Regions from separate parts of the Danio rerio genome. Here all the other regions are linked to region 1. A link is a contact called in public Hi-C and HiChIP or PLAC-seq data. All regions are on one chromosome and are shown on one strand. The core of a region is the stretch at or near the end of the contact, and the rest is flanking DNA. Distances in the headings are between cores, read along the strand shown. Region 1 holds the start of atp11c (ATPase phospholipid transporting 11C (ATP11C blood group)). Region 2 overlaps inppl1b (inositol polyphosphate phosphatase-like 1b). Region 3 holds the start of nkrf (NFKB repressing factor).

Region 1 (3,533 bases), core at 276-2,775:
ACTGGACTGATTTACTAGAACTGCTAAGCTGCTTTGACACTATCTACATCGTAACAGCATTATATAAAGAACATGAATTTAATTGTTATAGCTATACACTATAAGGGCCCTAATGAAAAGATGAAAAAAAAAACCATAAGTTCAAATTTCCACAAAAACTACCATTAAAACAGTAAAACTTTTTACCAGAGCATTTTAATGACTTCTAATGTGTTTCGGCACACATTAGGGTTTGTTTAGTGGTTTTAATACCACCCATGGGGACCATTACAATTTCAATTAAAACCAATACAATTACCATTATAACCATTAAAACCATTATGCATTCTATGAGATTTTAGATTGTTTTCTTTTCAGCAGGGGCATCTGAAGAAATAGGGGTTTGGTGATGTTGGAAGGTCTGTTAATGTAGAGTAAGATGTGTAATTATGAATAAATAAATCTATTTGATAATAAAATAAATAATAAAAATTATATATATATATATATATATATATATATATATATATATATATATATATATATATATATATATATATATATATATATATATATAAATAAATGTACATTTTTATCGGGAAGCTATACAATATTATATTTGTGCATAAACATTAGATTAGTCGGTACTGAAGCCAAATCTGGAGCTTATCTATCAAAATAACTTACAATAAAAGCCCAAAAACTAGTACACCCAAACTTATTTATTATACAAAAATATTAAATGCAAATTTTAAAAAGAGGACAAATCAGGAGAAGATTTTTTAAAAACAATTTTGATTAAATTTTGTAAGTTGTATTTTTTGTATTTTTTCCACAATGTTTTGCTTTAATTTCATTGTGTTATATTTTAATTTTTAAATATGTTTGGTAACTAAAATATTATTTTTATAAATGTTTAATAAATCTGCTTTGTTTAAATATTCATTGTCAAAATGGGGGTGTACTTAATTATGCTGAGCACAATATAAAAATATTTTTTTGTATTGAATGTCAAAAATATATTAGCTATGACAAATAAACAAATATAATAAATAAATATTAAATTAAATGAATAATACAATGTGAAACATTTAGCCATTAATATTTTATTTCCATGAATAATATAGATTGTGCTACTTGGGTCTTTTCCAAAGATACTTTTAACAATTTTTTGGATGGAGTCCATTGCATCTAAATGTACAAATTATAAAAATACCTCCTGATATTAGTCACTTTTAACCTATTACAAAATAAATCTCACAACTGTTTTGACTTTATAAAAAAATTGTGCTTCCAATGCTTTAACATATTGACAACTAAACAATAACGTTACCCTGCTGCAGGAAGTGAATAAGCAAAAGAGGAGCATATCAAGCCAATCACCACCTGAACATATATTTCCAAATTAACACGTTTCTTTTTGGAAGAACTGTAAAAAGAAACAGTATCTTTTCCGCCAAAAATACATTTCCCAGAAAACTTTGCGTCAGCCACGGAGGGGCGGGGCTTGTCGTCGTAGCGGCTCTTGCGTTAGGAGAGTAAAATGTGTTTGACAGGAATCTGAACGAGAGGAGGGGGCGGCGGCACACGAGTGGAAATCCGCACCTTCAAGAGATCGCCATCACTTTTCTCCCCCTCGTCAATCTCCAGTCGCGTGCGGTGCGTTAACGGCGGGGAGGCGAATGCGGTGAATTATTAGGAGGCTCAGCAACAGGGCACACAGAGTACAGGATGCCGCTGAGTGAATCGACCCCGCGCGCGGGGAGCTCCCGCGACTAGCGCCGCGCAAAGTATCCAAAAACGAGAATGCGAATGGTTAGAGAAGACAGCATTCAATTAATATGGAAACGATGTAGCTTCACCGCCGCATTGCATATAGCTCGGGGAAACAGGTTAGAAAGTAGATAGCTAAACAAGGCGCATTTTGCCGTCATACATGCAAACTTAACGTTACTCATCCTCGAGCTCAACTAGCCTGTAGTTTGGCCGCAACAAAAGGAACAGCTGCTCGACAGCGTCTTCAGATACCAAAGAAGACGGAACAACTGAAGATGTTACGGAGGAGGCTCAACCGATTGGTATGTATGGCACTCTGCTGCCGCTCACTTACATCTCACTTAAATCGAGCAGGTCTATCGAGGCAACATCTCAGTTTGTGCACAAGTTGGACGGCTTATTTAAAAACCAGGGAGCCACCCTGCAGAAAGAGCTCCTCTGGCTGACCACAAGAGTTTTTAACACCACCAAAGCTGTAATTACTTGAGGTATGCAGGCAACTTCCTGGTAACATGGACCAGCTGTTGCTAAGTGAGTCGTGTCACGCATATTAGCCATTCAAAGCGCGAGTTTATAGGGTTTAGCAGCTGGAAAATATTTTTTAAGAAGTTGACAGTCACTTTTGATTGAGCCTGGACACGTTAGGACTGGGGTTTAGACGCTGACGACGCCTCTTCTGTTGTGAAGATAATGGTTTCAGGCAGCTACTTCTGATGTGTTCTGCCAATTTTTTTTAAGTTAAGCTGCATTCCTGATAGTGTTAATCAAATAATACTGCTCGCTCTTGCAAGCTAAGCCCTTTACGTGTTGTACTTGAATCCAATAATTAATTTCCTAATGCCCTTCATTGCTGTCGCAACCTTTTAGATGGAAACTTTATTTGGGCACGTGATGCAGTAATTCTGCTTTTACCACATAATTGCAGAGCATCAGGGCAGAGCTCTTGAAGTTGAATGCTGGCTTTAAGATGAAGCCTTTTTTTAGTCTCAGCCGTTTTGGTCTGTGGTTGTGGGAATACTTGTAATCAAATTTCTCCCTGCTTTTGCTTCAATTATTGTTGTAATTCACCATTGCAAATGAATTCAACACGCTCCTCGTGTGCTTGAACTAATGCTTCACCTAGAAATAAAACAAAATATTTACTCACCCTCATGCGATTCCAGACTAACATAAATGGAGATAGCATGAGTTATTCTTCACATTCATTGCATGAATAAAAAGAAATGCACGGAAGAAAGAATCTCATACACGTCTGTCGGAACATGCCAGTGAGCAAATGACTGCACCATTTTCATTTGGGTGCACTCTCCATTGTTAAAGTGTTGGTTTTATTATGTTTGATTGCGAGTTACTTGTCTCATTCGTTAATTTAGGGTCAGGGTGACCAAACCACATCATTGTTTGGGTTGTTATATTTGCATAAGTTTAATATTTGGTCATGCTTTACCACTTTAATTCTAGTCGTTAGGTCTATGTTACTGAAATGTACAATTTTCTGTGAAAGGAGCAGCCTTGGACATTAGAGGAAAATCTCGATTGCAACTGACTATATTGACTAACTGCCCGACAACCATCAGTGTGAATTTGTGAAGCAATCTGTAAGTGAAATTATACAGCAATTGCACTTCTAAACTTTAATTTTTGTGGTTGAGGTGGGTCAGAGCAGGCACATATTACTCTGGTTTTCATGTTGGCTCTGGTTGGGCTCATGTCGGAGGCAGTTTGCCCGATTCAGCATGTTGAGTTGTCATAGGGGGACTTACAGTTGAATTTTTGCA
Region 2 (3,553 bases), core at 747-3,246, 180 kb before region 1:
ATAGTGGTTAAAAAAGAACCACAACATGCAGCACACACCCATTTACTGACACTGCCACAAAATGTATGAATGTATTAACACTTCATTTGTAATCAAAAGTTATCATCATTTGTAATTATAATTTTACTGACTTTAGAACTTGTAATCAAATTACATGTTGTAAATGTAACATGTAATGCGTTTCAATACTGTGTTTCTGGAAAATTTAATTAGAATACAGTAACAAATTATAGACAAAAGTTTATGATCCACTAGAAGTAAGTTGTGGTATCTGTAATATTTCTTTATTTATTGTATGTGACCTCTGGTAAATGGGATGATCAGTAAGAGAGTGTCTGGTCTGGAACCCATACAACAGATCCTAAGGGCACCAATATTTAGTTTTTTAAAGGAATAAAACCAAGGCTGTAAGGAATATTAGTGCACTGCATTTAGTAGGTTGTGCTTCAGCCAACAAAACAATAAAACAGTTTATAGTTCAAATGTGCCTGAATACATACTATATAGTAGGCCAAAACAGCAAGATAGCGGAGTAATATATATATATAACATTGATTATATTCATTCCTTAATTTTCTTTTAGGCTTAGTCCCTTTATTAATCTGGGATCACCACAGCGGAATTAACTGCCAACTTATCCAGCATATGTTTTATGCAGCGGATGCCCTTCCAGCTGCAACCTATCACTGGGAAACATCCACACACACACATACACTACAGATAATGTAGGTTACCCAATTCACCTATACCACATGTCTTTGGACTTGTGGGGGAAACTGGAGCACCCACGGGAAACCCACACAAACATGGGGAGAACATGCAAGCTCCACACAGAAATGCCAACTGACCCAGCCGAGGCTCAAACCAGTGAACTTCTTGCTGTGAGGCGATTGTGATACCCACTGCACCACCGTAATGCCTAATTGTATTCTTTAAAGTGAAAAGTTTCGATATGACCAGCAAGTTTTTTAAGATACGTACTTTGGCTGTGTGTTTACATCATGGATTAATAAGCTGTAATTTTAGGGTGAACTCTAATTTAAAGCAGCAGAAGATTTGATCGTTGTTCTGTGTTTTGCCGGCAGGGGGCACTCCGCCACCCGGTTCACTGCAGTCTTGGGTTACATGCAGTGGTTTGGGTCTCACCCCAGATGAATCCATCAGCTCCCTGCCTCATGATATTTATGCAGTGGGCACTCAGGACAACCCGCAGGGAGAGAGAGAGTGGGCTGAACACATCAGAGCCACACTGCGCACTTCAACCAACATCGATTACAAACAGGTCTGACCTCAGAAAGTCACAATCCTTACAGTTTCCTCACATTTTAAAGTGATTAGCTATCATAACATGACGGTTCATTCACAAATAAAAACATACTTCATCTTCATATGTTTCCAAGCATGTTTCTTGAGTTTCCAATTTTAAGATAGTTTCCTCTGTTTGACACAAACGAAGTTATTTTGAGGAATGTTGTAAGTAACCAATAATCCATAGTATTTTTCATACCACAGATGTCAATAGCTACAAGTTTCCAACATTTCTCAAAATATCTTCTTCTAAGTCAAACAGAGGAAACTAGCTGAAACGGGAAACTAGCTTGCTTCTTATAAAAGGAGTGTGGGTTGTGTGCGTTTTGTGTTTCTCCGGTAGGTGGCAGTACAATCCCTTTGGAACATCAGACTGGCTGTGTTTGTGAAGCCGGAGCATGAAGCGCGCATCAGTCAAGTAAACACAGCGAGTGTAAAAACTGGCCTGGGGAACACACTTGGTAAAAAATCTCTCTTTCTTGAACAAACATGCTAGCTAACTCTCCCTTTTTGTATCCTTTTTTATCTGTCTTAAATCAATGGCTTGTAGTTAAGCTTAATAAACAGTGATAAATCAGTCATATTATTTTAGACCAGATTCATTGATTTTTGTCTCGGTGGTTACAGGAAATAAGGGAGCAGTAGGAGTTTCTCTTCTCTTTAATGGCACATCAATGGGCTTTGTGAACTGCCATTTGACATCTGGAAGTGATAAAGCACTGAGGTATTTACACACGTCTTTATAGAGAGGATCTCAATCTTTTAAAGAACTCTTCAACTATTAAAAATAATACAATGCTGACTGCTAACAGCCCTACACAAAAAGTAGTGTAAATATCATTCTTAAGCCTGGAATAGTTTATATAGCTTTTAAAAAAATGTCTTTGTAAAGCTCTAGGAATCGCACACTTGTCGACTTTCTAAGATGTTCAAGATGTTCAAATTGTTATGAGCACAATAAACACACATACCTCATTTTTTTGGAGATGGATGACAAACTTAGAACAATGTCTTGTAAAATCAGATTTAAACATAAAGCATGTCTGATATTCTCAGATGGAATAAATGTCTGATGCAAAAGAAAATCAGAGTTTGTGCCTATTAAACACTATGATTTTCTGTGAAATCAGACCTTTGCCACCATTATGCGTTTAGTTTATACTTAATCTTTTGAAATAACCTCATTTTTACTGAGCTATAATATTTGTTTGCTTGATAAAAAGTCCAAATCTGAGATCCCAGAAATACTTTGGTATTAACACAATCAGTTAATTAATTGATGAGTTGATGATTCAGTTTATTAATAAAAGTTCTTGTATATTTAGGTTTATTTAGGGCCAAAAAAATGCAGACCACAATGAAAACTTTTGAGAACACTGTTGTACAAGACCTGAAAGAGGTGTTTTATTACTCACACTTTACAATAAGGTTCTATCAGCTAATGTTAGTGTGTTTAATAACATGAACTAATAATGAACACTACTTGTACAGTATTTATTAATCATAGTTCAACATTTACTAATGCATTATTTATTTTTTTAATAATAGTTTATACACTCTGAGTTAACATCTTTTAACATTATCAACTTTAAAGAAGATGAATAATATTGTAATAAATGTTTTGTTCATTGCTTGTATATGTTAGTAGATACATTATCTATTGAAACCTTATTGTAAAGTGCTATCATGTTATTAGATTTCATTGTTTCATTAATTCGTTCATTCATTTTCTTTTCGGCTTCGTCCCTATATCAATCAAAGGTCGCCACAGCGGAATGAACGGCCAACTTATCCAGCACATGTTTTTTTAAGCAGCAGCTACCCAGTGCGCCCACTGGGTTTGTTTTACAAAATGTAATTATTTAACCAAATTTATTCAACAAGGACACATTAATTTGATCAAAGGTGACAGTAAATATTTATAACTTTACAGAAATTTTTCCAGAAAATATAAATCAAATCTTATTTTTAACTTAAGATAAAAAAAACGTTATATTTTTTAAGGTTATAATGTGATTATTTATAAGTTTTTTATAAGTAAAAAACAGAACAAAAACATATAAAATCTATTATAAGTTTTACGCAAATGATAAGGAAAAAATACAGAAAAAATAAATAAGTGAATTAATAAAAAAAACAATAAAAAACAAAAACAAAGTAATAATAATAAAAATAAAAAAATAAAACAAGCACCAGTCCATCCAAACATGCACCATATAGAGTAAATAATAAACATAATTTACTT
Region 3 (3,955 bases), core at 1,115-3,614, 220 kb before region 1:
AAATACAAAATGTTGGTCTATTTTAGAATGTTACTATATATCTAGTAGACATATAGTAGATATTTTATGATGAAACGTTTTCTAAAGCAAATAAATAAAATTATCATGTTACAATGAATCTTGTTTAATTTGAACCTTGTTTAACATAAGTGGGGCTGCACAATTACTCCAAAAAAATCACAATCTCGATTTTATCCAACACACAATCTTAATCCAGCATCTCTACAATTTAGCCAATTATATGTTCAAGTTCAGAGAGAAGAGTAAAGGCACAAGTCACACAAGTCTTGATATTGTTTTATAGATATTACTTAGTGACATTGACACCACCAAATGGTGTTAAAACTGTCACATAATGTATTTATAAAGTATAAAGCACAAAGGGTTGTGTATGAATATAAATGTTTACTGGGTCAGTAAACCTACTCTAGCCTATATAATGTTGAATATAATGCAGGAGGGAATCTGATAATGACAAATGTTTCCCTTTACCAGTGAAGAAAATGGTCTAATAATGTTGTGAATGACAAGCACATGTATCAATTATAATAATTCTACCTCAGAATACTGAATAGCTGCATTTTGATGTCATCACTTTACTGTGCATTAACAACCGGGACCTACATTAAAGTCTATTCAAGTTCACCATTCAAAGTCTATGCAAAGTATAGCATTTTAACCAACAGTAGACCTACACATAGGTCTAATATTATTATTGTACCATGTGTTTAGGTATGACAAGAATAATAGCCAACTCATATTAACCTTTATTTTACATCGACTGAATCATGAGAAAATTGTGAACTTAATTTCAAGAAGAAAAAATTTGTGATTCTCATTTTAACCGAAATCATGCAACCCTAATAATAAGTAGCATAAACATATCTGTCAACCCTCCCGTTTTTCCCGGGATTCTCCCGTATTTTACAGTTCTATCCCGTCATCATCCCGTAAAGGGATTTTTCCTTTTTCTCCCGTATTTTCAGTGTTTCTCTGAAGGGTGGCAAGAAACATTAAAGAGCCGAGCCTCCCTATACGCAACCCATACCGCCAAACCATCAGGGATCACCCCTTGCTCTTAAAAGTGAGCCTGTTCTGTGCTTTCGCCTTGTTTAGGCATGAAAATGCTTTGAAATAAATATAAAAATGAAAAAAAAAATGGAGCGAAAGTCTGGCTTTTGGGTGTGTGTTTTAACAGACATATACACGTAATTAATAATAACATCTAAAGATGTCGATCTTGGTGTTTTTTTTTTATTCAAACACAACTAATTTTGTCTTAAATGAGCATAAAAAGTTAGGAAAGCAGTCAAACACCTTCATTATTCATTAATATAATGAAGGCATTTGACTGCTTTCCTAACTTAGATGTGTGGATTTCTAAAGTGACACCTCTGTTATTTAATGTGATCAAACGAAAAAATCTAATTAAATCCCTTATTATGGTGGGCATATCTCTTATTTCCACATCCCAATGTTGACAGGTATGAGCATAAACTATGTGGTAACATTGTCTTCAAAGCCTTTGCTATGCATCGTTTCATCTGACATTAGGCAGAATGTAAATTAAACATGTTTTCTTGGTTTTTGTTTAGTTTTTGTTAAAATACTGACATATACACCGTATCTTACAATTCAGCCAAACACACTGAGCTGAGCTTTTGTTTAAATCACACAACACCTAGCCCAAGTTAGGTTCAGTGTTACATGTCGTTTGTAAATACTAGACTTGGTGAACTTACTTCCATCAGATGAACACGGTCTCTTTTTGGCTTCAGCGTTTGGGACTAGTTCATATGAGGGCATTTCGCCAAGATCAATCCCTTCTGCCATCTCAAGCACCTTGTCCATCAGTTGAGAGCCATACCTGCCCAAAGAAAGAAAGAAACGCCATAGCATTGACCAACGAGAACCATGAGCATAACATTGAATTCAAGGTGATCTGTATGGCGCCACATTATATAACCGAAAACACGACATAAAATTAACCTCTCCGCTACTTTTGTGACACGAGCATGCTCTCAAACTTTACATTCAATTTCAATTCCTACCTGCATCCCAGGAAAACATGGTTAACCCACACCATCGACAGGGCCAGCAGCTTATCAAGCCCATTTTCGTGCTCGTACTGCTCAATGTGTTTCAATATGAACTGACGTCTAGCAGACCAATGCTTGTCACTTTCGAACTGCTGACGGAAGTCATCGACATTACACGTCCAGCGGCGAAAACCAGCGGGTTTGCTAGAAACAAACTGGTCCGGTGAATGAGGTCTGAGCATCCCGGTGGTCGACAGTAGCGAGAAGCTAACCGGAAACAACGTAGCTACTAGCTAGCACAGTGCATGCTGGGAAAGCACCCAATGCGCTCAATGGAGAGCTGATTCTGAATATAAGACAGCTTGCTGATGCATATTAAATAATGTAATTAATATGTATTAATTATATAGATAATCATAGATTGATTTGCATGACGTAAATATGATCTAATAACTATCGTCCGGTCATCTGACATCATAGCAGATTTCGTAACTGTCCGTCTGCAAAACTTTCATGACATTTCTCACACAAAACCAAGTTGTTTTATATAATATATCTTTAAATTAACCCCTACACCGTTCTATAAGTGTAATTCCATAAATTCGCTAGCCAATAGTCTTTACGTGACGCAGTGTATTTGATTTCACTGCTATTCACTGGTTATTTATTTTCATTTACACGGATGCTATGGCGGTGTATAACGTTACGTATACATATCAAAACTGAAGTATAAGCTTACCTTTGTCGTACATAAGCTCGGTTTTGTTGTCCTTGAATGTGTAAAGTCGCTGCGGATTGAGGTCCAAATGATTCGGACGCACAAGCAATCTGACAGGGCTAAAGCTAATCCACTGCTAACACCAGGAAACGGCTCATTTATTTATCCGTTCAGCTTGAACGGCGACTCACCAGTGTCACACACTGTTGTCTTTTATCACATTATTATTATCCACAATACATATTTGATAACATTGTTATAACATTGTAACGTTAGTTCATCTTAAATTGGAGTTTTAGATCAATTTATTTCAAATTCTACAGTTTATGTAGGCTTTTCAATGGTACAAAATTATACTTTTGGTTTGCGTTTCTTGATTATGTTGTACATAGCAGACAGCTAACAGATGCACTAAAAAAATAATCAAAGATGATTCCTTGGATTTACTTTTTTTTAAGCTGAGTGGTTGTAAACTATTAATTTTGGTTGAATTTAAAAAATAAATTAAGTTGAACATTACTAAATTTAATTTGATTAAATTCAACTCAAACTGCAATTTTGTAGAATCAGTTTTTTTCAGTGTACATCTTTTGATTTTGAGTACATTGCTGATAATATCAGCTCTGGAGACAAGTCTTAGAGTTATATTCGGTGGATTTGTCAATGACATTATACAATGTTTTAAGTCAAATTAATTAGTAATGATAATTTCATTCATTCATTTTCTTGTCGGCTTAGTCCCTTTATTAATCCGGGGTCGCCACAGTGGAATGAACCGCCAACTTATCCAGCATGTTTTTAAGCAGCGGATGCCCTTCCAGCCACAACCCATCTCTGGGAAACATCCACACACACTCATTCACACACTCACACACACACACACACACACACACACTACGGACAATTTAGCCTACCCAATTCACCTGTACCACATATCTTTGGACTGTGGGGGAAACCAGAGCACCCGGAGGAAACCCACACAAATGGGGAGAACATGCAAACTCCACACAGAAACGCCAACTGAGCCAAGTTTCGACCCAGCGACCTTCTTGCTGTGAGGCGACAGCACTACCTACTGCGTCGCCTAATGATAATTCCTAACAAGAATACTAAAATGTAGAATATTTAAACATATTTGCAGAAAACGGCAGAAAAAGTAAAATTTTCAGAAAATGTTCAGTTTTCCAGGATATAAATA

What was found. Hi-C and Micro-C count contacts between places; a contact is called where the count stands out from the background. HiChIP or PLAC-seq counts read pairs in DNA pulled down with a chosen protein or histone mark.
Region 2: a Hi-C map of embryo shows a contact between it and region 1, with 2.9 times the contacts expected there. The contact joins the enhancer-like site here to the promoter of atp11c in region 1. A contact is called at or near these places in 3 of 18 Hi-C or Micro-C datasets (caudal fin and embryo) and 1 of 4 datasets of contacts at active chromatin or transcription factors (embryo).
Region 3: a contact with region 1 is called in an H3K4me3 HiChIP or PLAC-seq map of gastrula embryo, with 5 times the contacts expected there. The contact joins the promoter of nkrf here to the promoter of atp11c in region 1. A contact is called at or near these places in 2 of 4 datasets of contacts at active chromatin or transcription factors (embryo and gastrula embryo).

What each region holds. Positions count from the first base shown.
Region 1 is chr14:37,173,510-37,177,042 of GRCz12tu, reverse strand. It overlaps atp11c (ATPase phospholipid transporting 11C (ATP11C blood group)), which reads left to right and starts at 1,525. Exons shown (of 32, transcript XR_012389830.1): 1 at 1,525-2,057.
Region 2 is chr14:37,352,619-37,356,171 of GRCz12tu, reverse strand. It overlaps inppl1b (inositol polyphosphate phosphatase-like 1b), which reads left to right. Exons shown (of 27, transcript NM_001039135.2): 12 at 1,086-1,282; 13 at 1,652-1,769; 14 at 1,936-2,032. Among named protein-coding and RNA genes, the nearest start is that of inppl1b, 17 kb to the left of the region's middle. Within about 2 kb of position 1,996, at least 30 of the 62 cell types and tissues checked have an H3K27ac peak or open chromatin away from gene starts, as enhancers often do. A contact at or near this core is called in caudal fin, where this site is marked.
Region 3 is chr14:37,397,537-37,401,491 of GRCz12tu, reverse strand. It overlaps nkrf (NFKB repressing factor), which reads right to left and starts at 2,364. Exons shown (of 3, transcript NM_001004499.3): 1 at 2,052-2,364; 2 at 1,743-1,867. The coding sequence starts at 2,281. It also overlaps a transcript of inppl1b not described here.